Regions from separate parts of the Capra hircus genome. Here region 2 is linked to region 1. Evidence: chromatin contacts called from public Hi-C data. All regions are on one chromosome and are shown on one strand. Each heading gives the region's core, a stretch centred on a gene start, on an enhancer-like site or on the middle of the called end of the contact. The rest is flanking DNA. Distances are from core to core; before and after follow the strand shown. Region 1 has its middle 30 kb from the start of CMIP. Region 2 has its middle 41 kb from the start of PLCG2.

The links. A called contact is a pair of places that touch in the nucleus more often than the background predicts.
Region 2: a contact with region 1 is called in a Hi-C map of blood, with 4 times the contacts expected there. The contact joins two enhancer-like sites. A contact is called at or near these places in 2 of 5 Hi-C or Micro-C datasets (both in blood).

The regions. Positions count from the first base shown.
Region 1 is chr18:9,351,150-9,353,912 of ARS1.2, forward strand. No RefSeq gene overlaps it. Among named protein-coding and RNA genes, the nearest start is that of CMIP, 30 kb to the right of the region's middle. Within about 2 kb of position 1,317, at least 3 of the 5 cell types and tissues checked have an H3K27ac peak or open chromatin away from gene starts, as enhancers often do.
Region 2 is chr18:9,599,786-9,602,548 of ARS1.2, forward strand. No RefSeq gene overlaps it. Among named protein-coding and RNA genes, the nearest start is that of PLCG2, 41 kb to the right of the region's middle. Within about 2 kb of position 1,371, at least 2 of the 5 cell types and tissues checked have an H3K27ac peak or open chromatin away from gene starts, as enhancers often do.

The DNA of each region.
Region 1 (2,763 bases), core at 67-2,566:
AATCTCTGAGGGCCACAGTTTTCTCCTCAGAAGAGGGGGCTTGATAACAGAAGTGCAGTTGAAACTCCATCTAGGTGATGCCTCATGGGCTTATCATGGCCTCTCATTGAGTGGTAGCAGTAGTGGGTCTATCCTTCCAAATAATATGCAATAGATAGGAGGAGTGGCTCTAGCCATTAAAATGTGTTTAGTGCTGTGATATCTGAGCTACTGCAAATCCAATATATAATATCTGATGAGCAGTAAGTTATATCAGTAAATTTCCAAATCCAACAATAATATTGAATAAAATATCCATAACTAAGAATTGGTGTATCCATTCAAGTAATATCTAATAAATAAGTAGGGATAATAATTATATCCACTAAAATAATTTTAACACTGTTATCATGGGCTATTGTGAATCCAGTAGCCAGTAAATAATACCCACTGAAATAAAGAGTAGCAGTGATATTCATTAAAGCAATTTTTAGAATTCATTTTAGTTTTGGCTGTGCCAGCTTAGGTCTTTGTTGCTTTTCTCCAGCTGCAGAGAGCGGGGACTGCTTTCTAGCGGCAGGGCTCTGGCTTCTCGGTATGTGACTTGGAGTTTTACGTATGAAAATGTTATACCCTGTGGAGCCTGGGCTCTCGCGCACAGGCTCAGTAGTTGTGGCGCACGGGCTTAGTTGCTCCAAGGCATATGGGATTTTCCTGGGCCAGCGATCGAACCTGTGCCTCTTGCATTGGCAGGTGGATTCTTTACCACTGAGCCACCAGGGAAGCCCCTCATTAAAATAATTTTAACACCGTGATTATCGTGGGCTACTGTGAATCTGAAAGGAGAGATGTGATCAAAGACTTCCTGTGAGAAGGGTGGAGTCGGGGAGGGTCCCAGCCTGGCAGACCGCTATTGATTGGGACACAAAAATTGAAATGAAAAGCAGGCCCTTGTGCCCTGGTCGGCTGGGGATCAGCCATCTCCCCGCTGTGACTTGCTCCCCTTCCCAACTTGAGAAGAAAGGAGATCCTCTCTCCACGTGCGTGGCATCCGCGCTGCCACAAACACCCCAATACCCAGTACAGAGGCGGGTCGGGCCTCACAAGGCGGACGATAGGAGACGACCAGCAGAGGGCGCCCCAAACCCGCAGGGCCGACGGCTCTGCTCTTGCGGGTTGCCCAGGAAGGCGTGGGGGGAGGGGAGGTTCTGGGTTTTGGCCTCGAACTGGGTGTGGCAGGTCTTCTGCAGAAGGACCTCCGGACTGTGGACGAAGCTAAGGTGACTCGCTGGTGACGATGGAGAAGCAGGAAGGCAGGGGAGTTCTGCACACTCTCTGGGCCCGATCAGAGCTGCCCATGACCTTGGGGGTGGTGGGAGGGGGGTCCGGTCCTTCCCCTGTGTCGGGGAGCTGTGTCTACAGACAAGAAGCTCTTGGCTGCACCCTCCCAGCTCAGCTGCCCTCCAAGAACACGCTTCCACCCACTTCTCAAGGAGGCAACTCTGCAGGGTGGCCTTCCCAGTGTGAGCAGGTTTGAGTTAGGGGCTGTGGGCCGGACAGAATATCCTGCATTCTTTCTTCCTGAATGAGGCTGGGCAGCGCCCTCTCCACCACCTCCCCACCCCGCCCCCACCCCGCCCTGATCAGTCCACCCAAGCAGACCTCAGCCATCCTTAGCACAAGTCAGTCATGAGACCTGGCCTTGCTGCCTCCGAAAGAGTCCTGGAATCTGAGAGTAGGGTCACTGAGGGGGGATCCCACACAGGTGACCACCACAAGGGCTTAAGCTGTCTGTATATCAGTTCCCTTGTCTGTAAAACTGACAGAGATAACCCTAATGGACCTGCCATAGGACCTGCTGGGAGGATGGGTGAGCAATACCTGGCTCAAGGGCTGCACATGCCCACTGCCGCTGTCATCTCCCTCCTGAACAATTTTCTACCTTCCACCTTTCTACCCCACACTCTCCAGAGTACTTAATCCACCTCATCTCCTGTCTACATGGCCCCCACTGTCGTCTCCTGCCCCCCAAACAATCTCCCCCTGCCAGACTCCCAACCTAGTCTTGAACCCTCCCACCCACCACCTACCCTGTGGCCAAACTGACTTTCCTAAAATGTGAATCTAGCCGTGTTGTTCCCTGCTCAATACCCACCAAAGGCTGCCAATTAAATTTTGGATTAAGTTTCAACTCGTTGACATGATTTATGAGGCCTTTGGTCATCTGGGCAATGCCTGGGCTCCAGCCTCATCCCTGTAAGGGACAGCCAGGGTCCATCCATGGGGGTCCAAGGCAGGTTGGAAATTTGACACTTAATAGGTTTTAAATATTTGCACACTTTCCCAAAAGGAAACTGCGTTTTTAATGAATATTAAAGGCCTTCCCTCTCTCTCCTGGTGAACCCAGAGGCTTGAGATGCTGTCCTCTGAAGTGACCTGCCAGCTGATCTGGAGATGTCTCATTTGATATTTCCTGCCCTCATTGGTGTGTCATTCACCCTCCTTAAAGGCTGATTGTACCTCAGGTGGATTTAGTCTCAAAGTCTTGTTTGCCATAGGGAGCCTCTGCCTTGCCTCTCCAAATTGGGGCAGTGCTCAGAACCACAGTCCTTACCTAGGTCTTATGAGAACACAGATGGGTCAGCACCAGGCAGAGGTCCTTTTGAAACCTCCACCTGAGGGCACTGTTTGGAGAGGATGGTACGAGGTTCTGAGCCCCCATCCTGACTCATTCCCACATCGCTGACTCATTCCTGAGGTCTGCATGCTCCTTGGTGGGTGCCC
Region 2 (2,763 bases), core at 121-2,620, 250 kb after region 1:
ACCGGTTCATTCATTCATCCCTTGAGCAAAAATTTATACACACTGAACCCTGGAAGCACTGCCCAGTGAAATAAGCCAAAGTCCAGCCGTCTGAGCGTCCGGTGCAAGGGAATCTAGGGAGGCAGAAAGTTGACTGATGGCTGCTCAGGGCTGAGGGATGGGGGTAGGGAGGACGGGATGGGGGACAGGAAGGTGAGAGCTGAAGGGAAGAGGTTTCTTTAAAAAAAAATTATTTATTTATTTGGCTGTACCAGGTCTGTGGCATGTGGGATTGCGTTTCCTGACCAGGGATTGAACTCGGGCCCCTGCATTGGAAGCGTGGAGTCTGAGCCACTGGACCACCAGCGAAGTCCTGAGAGGTTTTTTTTTTTTTTTTTGTGAGGAACATGTTCTAAAATTGACTCTGGTAAAGTCTGCACAGCTGTGTAAATATGCTAAAACCCATGGAATTGTACAAATTACTTGGATGGATTGTATTGTATGTGAATTCTATCTCAATAGCCTACTTAAAAAAAAAATATATATATATATATATATAGAGAGAGAGAGAGAGAGAGTACCTACTCTGTGCCAGGTAAACTAGGGGCTCAGGAGTGGATAAAAGTTAACACAGTCCTCCACCACATACAGTCTGACGGAGGAGCCAGCCACTAGACAACTCATCCCACACATCTTTTTCACAAGGGCAGTGTATAGAGCTAAATGGACGTGCAAGCTGGAGGGAGCACCTTCCAGGACTGGGCAGCACAGAGCTGACCCGGAGGAGCTGGAAATGACCAGCCCTTTGGGGAGATAGGGAGGTGGGAACAGCCTTCCAGACAGAGGGAAGGGTGAGGGCAGAGGCCCCGAGGCAGCACCTGGCGCTTGGAAGGAAAGACTGAGGAGGAGGAAGTATGGGGCCAGGAGAGACTGGCTAGGCCCCTGAGGTCTTTGTCCTCCTGCGTGGGAAGTGCTGGGGGCTGCAGCTGGGCAGTGGGGGCAAGCCGGGTATGTGATCCTTTTGGAGCACAGAATCCCCGGGTTTTATTGTGCAATGGACCGAGGGCCCTAGACGCGGTGGAGGCTGGAGGGCCCGGCACCTCACCTCCCACATTGTATTAAGATGTGCTTTCTCCCAGGGAGGGGGGCTTCCTGTTCGTGAAACAGGAAGTAAGGTCTGTTTAGCTAGCAGCCGGCTGGCAGCAGACTGAGGATTGAGGGGCCCGAGGAAGCGGGGGTCGGGCAGGCAGCCGCAGGTGAGGCCTGGCCGGCCCAGTTCACACCCGTGTGCCTCTGGTGGCCAGGACGAGCGAGGGCAGGGCGGCCGCTCCGACGCCCCTGGGGCCCGGGCTGCTGCAGAACCGGGCGCTGGGGGCGGGAGGCAGCGTTCCCGGACTCCAGGCCCTTGACGTCAGTGTTGCCATGGAGACCCCTGCTTCCATCAGCACGTGTTGCAGCTGTAGGAGACCCCCGGGCAGGGATGGCTCGATGGGGTGGAGGGAAGCAGAAAAGAGCAGGACCCTGCAGGCCTGCGGCCCTGTCCCTGAGCAGGGTCCCGGAGAGGGCAGGGGTGCCAGTCCTGGAGGGGACCCTCTGGCTCTCCATCCGGCCTGCGGCCAGGCCCCCTGACATGCTCCTTTGCTGCAGTCTGAGAGATGCCTTGGTATGAAACAGCTCGGGCTGTGCCCTTTCCCCACTGTAGCAGCCAAGGAAGGGGGGGAGTGGGGTGTGCTCCCTCTACTGACTCCTCCCACCCCCTCACTCCCAGCTCCCTTGTTGTGTTTCAGATGCCTCCTCATTCAACCATTTCCTGAGCCCTCCACATGTCAGATGCTCTGTGAGCGCCTCTGATCCCAGCGAGGGATGCTGGCCTGCTGCTCGCAGGCAAGCGCACCTATGAAATGGTGTTTTCTTTGTCTTTAAACCTTGCTCTCTGAAATCTTTGCAGTTTCCGAAAGACACCTTCAGTGGCAAAATGCCCAGGCTAGCTGAGAACTTCAGCCTCCCATTCAACTCCGTGTTCATTTCACACCGCTTCTGGTTTCTGAGTCCCTGCCTCCTCCCCGGGGTAGGGGGAAGGTGAAGAGGGGCCATTGTCCCTGTCTGGTCATTGCTGTTTCTCTGAGTGGCCATAGGGCTGTCGAGTGAAAAGCAAAAAACACCACCTAAGAGCTGAGAATTAGTTTGATTTGAGGACATTGCTGCGAACTAGAGCTCACACAGGCAGCCTCTCAGGTTGCTCTGAGGGACTGATCCCGAGAAATGAGGGCGGAGCCAGGACTTACAGGCGTTTTAGCTGGGAAAAGTTGAAAGGCTACAGAAGGTTATTGCCAACCACTGAGGCAAACATCTCAAGTTAATGATTTGCGTGTCTTTCTATGTATGGGAAAGTGCGAGACTCTAGGCTCAATGGAATAATTGATAATGATTCCTTTGATAGGCATCTTAGCTGTCTTGGGGCCCCCAGATGGCAGTAGTAGGAAAGAGGCCACCCACCAGTGTAGGAGCTGTGAGGGACATGGGTTCGATCCCTGGCTCGGGAAGATCCGCTGGAGGAGAGTGTGGCAACCCACTCCATCTTGCCTGGAGACTCCCCATGGACAGAGGAGCCTGGCGGGCGACAGTCCATAGGGTCGCAGAGTCAAACACCACCGAATGGACTTCACACGTGCTTAGCTAGCCAGGGCCAGTATCCCGTGCTTTCCCATCCTGAATCCCCTCGGGGTGTACCATTGGTTGGCTGCAGTGGCTCACGGCCTGATGACTGGCAACATTCCCTGTCTC